2 separate regions of the Oryctolagus cuniculus genome follow, and region 1 is linked to region 2. A link is a contact called in public Hi-C data. All regions are on one chromosome and are shown on one strand. Each heading gives the region's core, a stretch centred on a gene start, on an enhancer-like site or on the middle of the called end of the contact. The rest is flanking DNA. Distances are from core to core; before and after follow the strand shown.

Region 1 (2,700 bases), core at 93-2,592, 78 kb before region 2:
CCTCCCGCTCTCCGAGATCCTGTCTTTCTGGCCTGTTCATTTTCTTAGAATCTGAATTCTTTTCTTTCTTTCTTTCTTTCTTTCTTTCTTTCTTTCTTTCTTTCTTTCTTTCTTTCTATTTATTTACTTTAGTTACACAGAGAGAGGAGAGGCAGAGAGAGAGAGAGAGAGAGAGAGAAAGCGAGGTCTTCCATCTGCTGGTTCATGCCCCAGTTGGAGTTGTGCCAATCCAAAGCCAGCTTCCTCCAGGTCCCATGCGGGTGCAGGAGCCCAGGCACTTGGGCCATCCTCCACTGCTTTCCCAGGCCACAGCAGAGAGCTGGATTGGAAGTGAAGCAGCTGGGACTCGAACCAGCATCCACATGGATGCCAGCACTGCAGGCAGTGGCTTTACCTGGCCATGCCACTGTGCTGGCCCCATGAATTATTTTCTTAATAAAGTCTCACTCTCCCTCTAGTTTCATTGTCTAAAACTTCACCCTGGGGTCCGAACTTCCACACGAGAACACTCCTATCCGCTGGGTTTATTACCACTTGCTGTGGCCCACGTGCTACAAACTGGGAGTGACAGACAAGAAGGCTGGGAGTTAGGGCTTGGTCGCCGTGTGCAGGTGCAGGTTCTTTCACACACCCTAGCTAACTCCTGCCTCACGGTACCTTGGTCAGCTAGGTTTCAAAAGTTAAGTTGCCTGCCCCAAGAAGTCACCCACTCAGGACCACCAGCGCCTCAACCTGTGACTGCCAATGCCTTCCCTGTGGCGCCATGCTGGCTACGGTCCTCATGGTTACACCACATATTTGCATACATGAATTTGGGCCCCACCACAGGCACAGGGAGAGCGATCCGTGTGCATTTTATAAATGAGGGCAGGGGCCCCAGACTTGCCCGAAGGCCTGGGGACCCCAGCTTTCCCGCTCCCCACACCGTGCGTGGCAGAAGGCGCCGCGAAATGTAGGATGCCGGCGCCAGGAGGTATCACACCTCTCGCTGTGAGTGAACTTGATGTTGCTGTCCCCGTTGTCCTCTCCCCTCAGCCTCCGTCCCCCCCCCCCCCCAACCCGTGAGGGACACTCCCAGGGCTCGCACTGTCCGTATGCCCGCAGCGGCTGCTCAGAGGAGGCTGCGCTGAAAGACCCACCAGCCCCAGAGCGGGAGCCTCCCGCCCAGGGCCTCAGCCTTGGACTGGGCAGCGTGCACTCCTCACGGCTCCCCTCTGCCCTGGGGCCCACGGCGCCGGTCCTGGGGCGGACACCCTGCGAGTCCAAGGGCTCTCCACTGGGCCGCCTTGGCCCCTCCCCCCGCCCCTCCCCGGCCCCGGCCCCGCCCCCGCCCCCCTCTGGCCGCACAGCCCTGGACACCGGACACATCGCCCAGAGCCTCCCCAAGGCCAGCAAAAGGACCTGCCTGGGTTCCCAAGGCTATGGCCGGCACCAGCACCTTCATACCAGGGCTCCACCCTCAGAATCCTCGTTACATCCCGGGGTAAGACCTCCACCCAGCGCACTCTCCCGCTTGCTTCCACGGGGACACAGGGGTTGCACACCTAGCCCCTGGGGCCCAGCAGATATGTTGGTTTGGGAGGCCCAAGGCCAGGGGAGTTGTGCCGTTGGATGGGAAGGAAAAGCAAGGGCCGGGTGCTGGCTGGGTCTGCCTCCCAGCTTCCTGTTACCTTCTCCATGGGAACAAGGGAACAGTGCAAGGGAGGATCAAAAGCCCAAGCAGAGAACTCAGAAATGCCGGCTCCAGTTGCTGCGAGGGGGCTTCAGCAAGTTCAGGAAAAATGTGTAGAATGCACGGCAGCTTTTTTTTTTTTTTTTGCAGCAAAATAAACTTACATTTTCATTTTTCCATGAACTTCTAAAAGTACACTCGCACACAGTGGATTCCAGATCAGGGCTTTAAGAGTGCAGCTTCCTCTGCAGGGGACCTGCAGCGGCGACAGGTGGGGCTGTGTGCTGCAGGTACACCGGACACTGCCCGCTGCTTCGGTTCAGCATGGGCCAGACCTATGGGCAGGTGACTGGTCAGCTGCTGCAAGGCCCTCCTGGTCTAGCCTGGCCCCCTGCCCATCGCTCGCTTCTGCCTCCCATTCGGCCTCCAAGATCTCCTGAGGTTCCCACGGGAAGCCTGCCGCCTAGGCGTGGGCACGGACGGCTCAGCTCCAGCATGGTCCCGGGGTACACAGGTTTGTGCACAGGTATGGCCAGGTGCCCCCCACCCCGAAACATGTCGTCAATACTAACAGACCTTTCTGGCCCCTGCCCGCCCAGGTTTTGTACCCCAGGCGCAGTTCATCTTTGCCAAGAATTGCAGCCGGGTCTGGGCCGAGGCTCTGAATGATTTCACTCGGTGGAACGGGGGGCAAGGGGGCCCAGAGCTGCCACAGGGGGCCAGGGGCGCAAAAGGTACGGAGAAAGAGCAGGAGCCAACACTGGAGCAGGAGGCAAGGAAGGAACCAGAGCCGGAGCAGGAAGTGGAACAAGTAAGACCAAGAAGGCTGGTGGGGAAAGCGGGACTGGGCTGGACGGGGAGCCTCATCCTTGTGTCCAAACCCAGGGGTGGCCCTGGAGGGTGTGGCTGTGGGGGCGGGCTGGGGCTGGACTGCCACCTCTACAGCCCTGGGGACTTTGGGCGGAGGAACTGTTGACTCTACTTTTCTTCTATTAACGTCTCTCAGGCTTCCCCCTACTCCATGGATG
Region 2 (2,700 bases), core at 152-2,651:
GCAGCAGATCACCCCTTTGCACATGCACGCCACTCGCAGCAGTTCCAACTCCACGTCCCCTTCTAGAGCGTGGGCCTGCAGCACCGGGACACACCCACTCTTCAGGTTGCCCCCAGAGGCTGTGAGGGCAGGACCTTCTCAGGCCCTTCCCCATCCTCCATACTTTCCTGTCCCTCCCAGGGCAGGAACACCTGCTCCCAAGGTGCCCCGCCCCCCAGGATCGCCAAGCCCCTGAGTATGTCCTAAACATCCTCCCATCTGACCCAGCCTCCAGGGGGAGAGCAGCCAACAAGTCAATTGACAGCACCGCCAGGCTAAGGTGCTTCTTGGAGGACCTGGCCCTGCTTGCTTTCCCCCTCCCCTAAGTGACCGCCCACAGCGTACGAAGGATTTGGATCAGGAAAGACTATGCGTTCACTGGCCTTTCTTCACTGACTCCTGCCTAGATTCCCCGGGAGAGGTGTCGTTCAGGCAAGGGCACCCAGGGAGGGCCAGAGCGCAGCTCAGAGGCTGAGAAAGGGGACTTGAAATTCTGCTGGGGTGGGTTGGGCTGGGGAAGAGAGGCCCCTGGGAGGAGGAAACAGAATCGTAGCTCTGTGTTGCCCACCAGACTGTAGCCATTGATGACCAAACCGTAGCTGCCATTGGGCACCTCTTCAGGCATTGTGAAGAGTGCTTTGTGCTTCTTGGCGAGGAAAATGTTCACTGGGTCTGAGTCCAGGAGAGAATCGGGTTTCATCTTGCTCCTTGCTTTCCTGCAAGCCAAGAGTAGTGGTCAGAGCTTAGGGAGGACAGTGGAGCCCTGGAGAAAGCGGGCCGGGGCGGGGGGCAGGGCAGTGGGGAGTATAGGGCCTCTTGCAAAGCACCAGCTGGGACCTCAGACTCCACTGCTTCCTGGCACCTGCCACTGTCTTAGGTCCCTGGCCATCCCTATGCCACACTGTTCCGCCACCTACACTCCAACTCCTTTAGCGAACGGTGCTTTGTGACAGTCTCTCGAGAGTTCAGCTTTCTGTCTTCTCTTTCTCCATTTCTCCCCTATTCCTTCTGGTGGTGCAGGGGCGACACTGGGAGAAGAGATGGCTGGGAAAGCTTAGGTCCGAGGGCCGAGTGTGGCCGTTCTATTGGTACCTGAGTTCTTGACGAACAGTCTCACTGTCCTTGCCTTTCACGGTGAACACCTCGTCCATTTCGTCTTCGAATATATTACAGGAGTAGGCAATGTTTACCGCAGTTTCTATAGTGGGGGGGGAGGGGCACAGGTCTCATTTTGGTGAGTGTTTCTAGACAGGGACAGGGTGTTCACAGTGTACAAGGATGGGGTGTTCACAGTGTATAGGGACAGGGTGTTCACAGTGTATAGGGACAGGGTGTTCACAGTGTACAGGGACAGGGTGTTCACAGTGTACAGGGAGAGGGTCTTTAACAGTGGCAGGCATAGTTCCTTTGCCCACATTTGCCATGGGGGCACTCAGAATGTTTTTCAAGAATCAGTGGTGGCCATATTCAAACACCCACAGGAACAGACTTACGAGTTACTAACCAACAACTAGGGTCACTCTGGCCTAGCCTTCCCTAGACAACCTCCCCCTGTTTCTTAAAGTAATTCCGGTCTGATTCCAGTTCTCCAGGCAATCAGGACGTATTGCTTTGAACAGCACTGTGCCCATGTCTGTTATAGATTTTTTTGGAGGATCGAGATATGTTTCAGTTGTATCTTTCCTTGACATTAAGAAATCCAGAATGTAGAATAAATTCATACTGGAGAAAAAATTAAATTAAGTCCTGAATCTCTGACTACAAGTGGTATCAGAATTCAGGGGAGAGGTTGTGATTATCACAGAAACTTCCTTGGAGGAAGGCCTGTTGAAGGGAAGGAAAAGGCGTGTCCAGGGGTAAACAGCCCACATAGAGGCCCTAGGTAAGAATTGCGCTGACTGGGATATGCTGGAGGAACTGGCCATTCAAGGTCTTGAAGGCCCGATAGAGATGTCTTGTCTTTACCACGCAGAGCTACTGTAGGTCCTGAGCAGGGGATTAAGTTAAAAACCCAGGGTCTGAGGGAGAGAGAAATGATGATTGCAAATAGGTTATGCTGCAATTATTAAGAGCAAGAAACAGAGAAGAGTTCAAGCTTTTGCAGATGTACAACTGAACTCAGGCGGCGGTAGGGTGGGGAGGTTTTCACGTCCATCAGTGGGATCTGGCGAGAAAGGGCCCCTTTGCGACAATGGAGAGGGCACAAAGACAACTCTAAGGTCGGGAGCTTATAGTTGGTGGGAGACAGATTCATCCCCAGGTTCTCGGTGCCTGATACAGCATCTGACATGAAGTGTGTACTCAGCAAATTATCCCAGCCTGGGAAGGGAGGCGTCCTGTACGGACTGGAAGTGAGTTCCAAGTTGTTTGTCAGGAAAGTCACTTTTGAAAAAAAGGAAAGAAGAAAAGAGATGGCTAACGTGGGCAGGGAAGAGGCCAGGCCAGGCCAGGCGCTCCCCTTTACCTTGCTTATCTCCAGTTAAAACCCATATTTTAATTTTGGCTTTGCTCAGGGTCATGACTGTCTCAGGGACTCCATCTTGCAGCTTGTCCTCGATGGCTGTGGCCCCTAACAGCTTCAAACAGAGATAGCAGTGAGTGAGGAGAAGGCGGAGTCACAGCATCCACCGCTTCCCAACAACTGCGCCGGGACCTCAGTCT

What was found. A called contact is a pair of places that touch in the nucleus more often than the background predicts.
Region 1: a contact with region 2 is called in a Hi-C map of liver, with 4 times the contacts expected there. The contact joins the promoter of CIMIP2B here to the enhancer-like site in region 2. A contact is called at or near these places in 4 of 6 Hi-C or Micro-C datasets (ear pinna, liver, psoas muscle and 1 more).

Annotation. Positions count from the first base shown.
Region 1 is chr1:198,523,195-198,525,894 of mOryCun1.1, reverse strand. It overlaps CIMIP2B (ciliary microtubule inner protein 2B), which reads left to right and starts at 1,342. Exons shown (of 7, transcript XM_017339759.3): 1 at 1,342-1,483; 2 at 1,963-2,186; 3 at 2,272-2,483; 4 at 2,679-2,700. The coding sequence starts at 1,422. It overlaps RUSC2 (RUN and SH3 domain containing 2), which reads right to left. Exons shown (of 13, transcript XR_011380830.1): 12 at 1,837-2,007.
Region 2 is chr1:198,445,387-198,448,086 of mOryCun1.1, reverse strand. It overlaps LOC100345551 (phospholipid-transporting ATPase FetA), which reads right to left. Exons shown (of 26, transcript XM_070053990.1): 17 at 2,504-2,615; 18 at 1,132-1,237; 19 at 608-755; 20 at 1-75. The region is part of intron 1 of LOC127490675; the gene reads left to right. Among named protein-coding and RNA genes, the nearest start is that of RUSC2, 15 kb to the left of the region's middle. Within about 2 kb of position 1,401, at least 2 of the 8 cell types and tissues checked have an H3K27ac peak or open chromatin away from gene starts, as enhancers often do.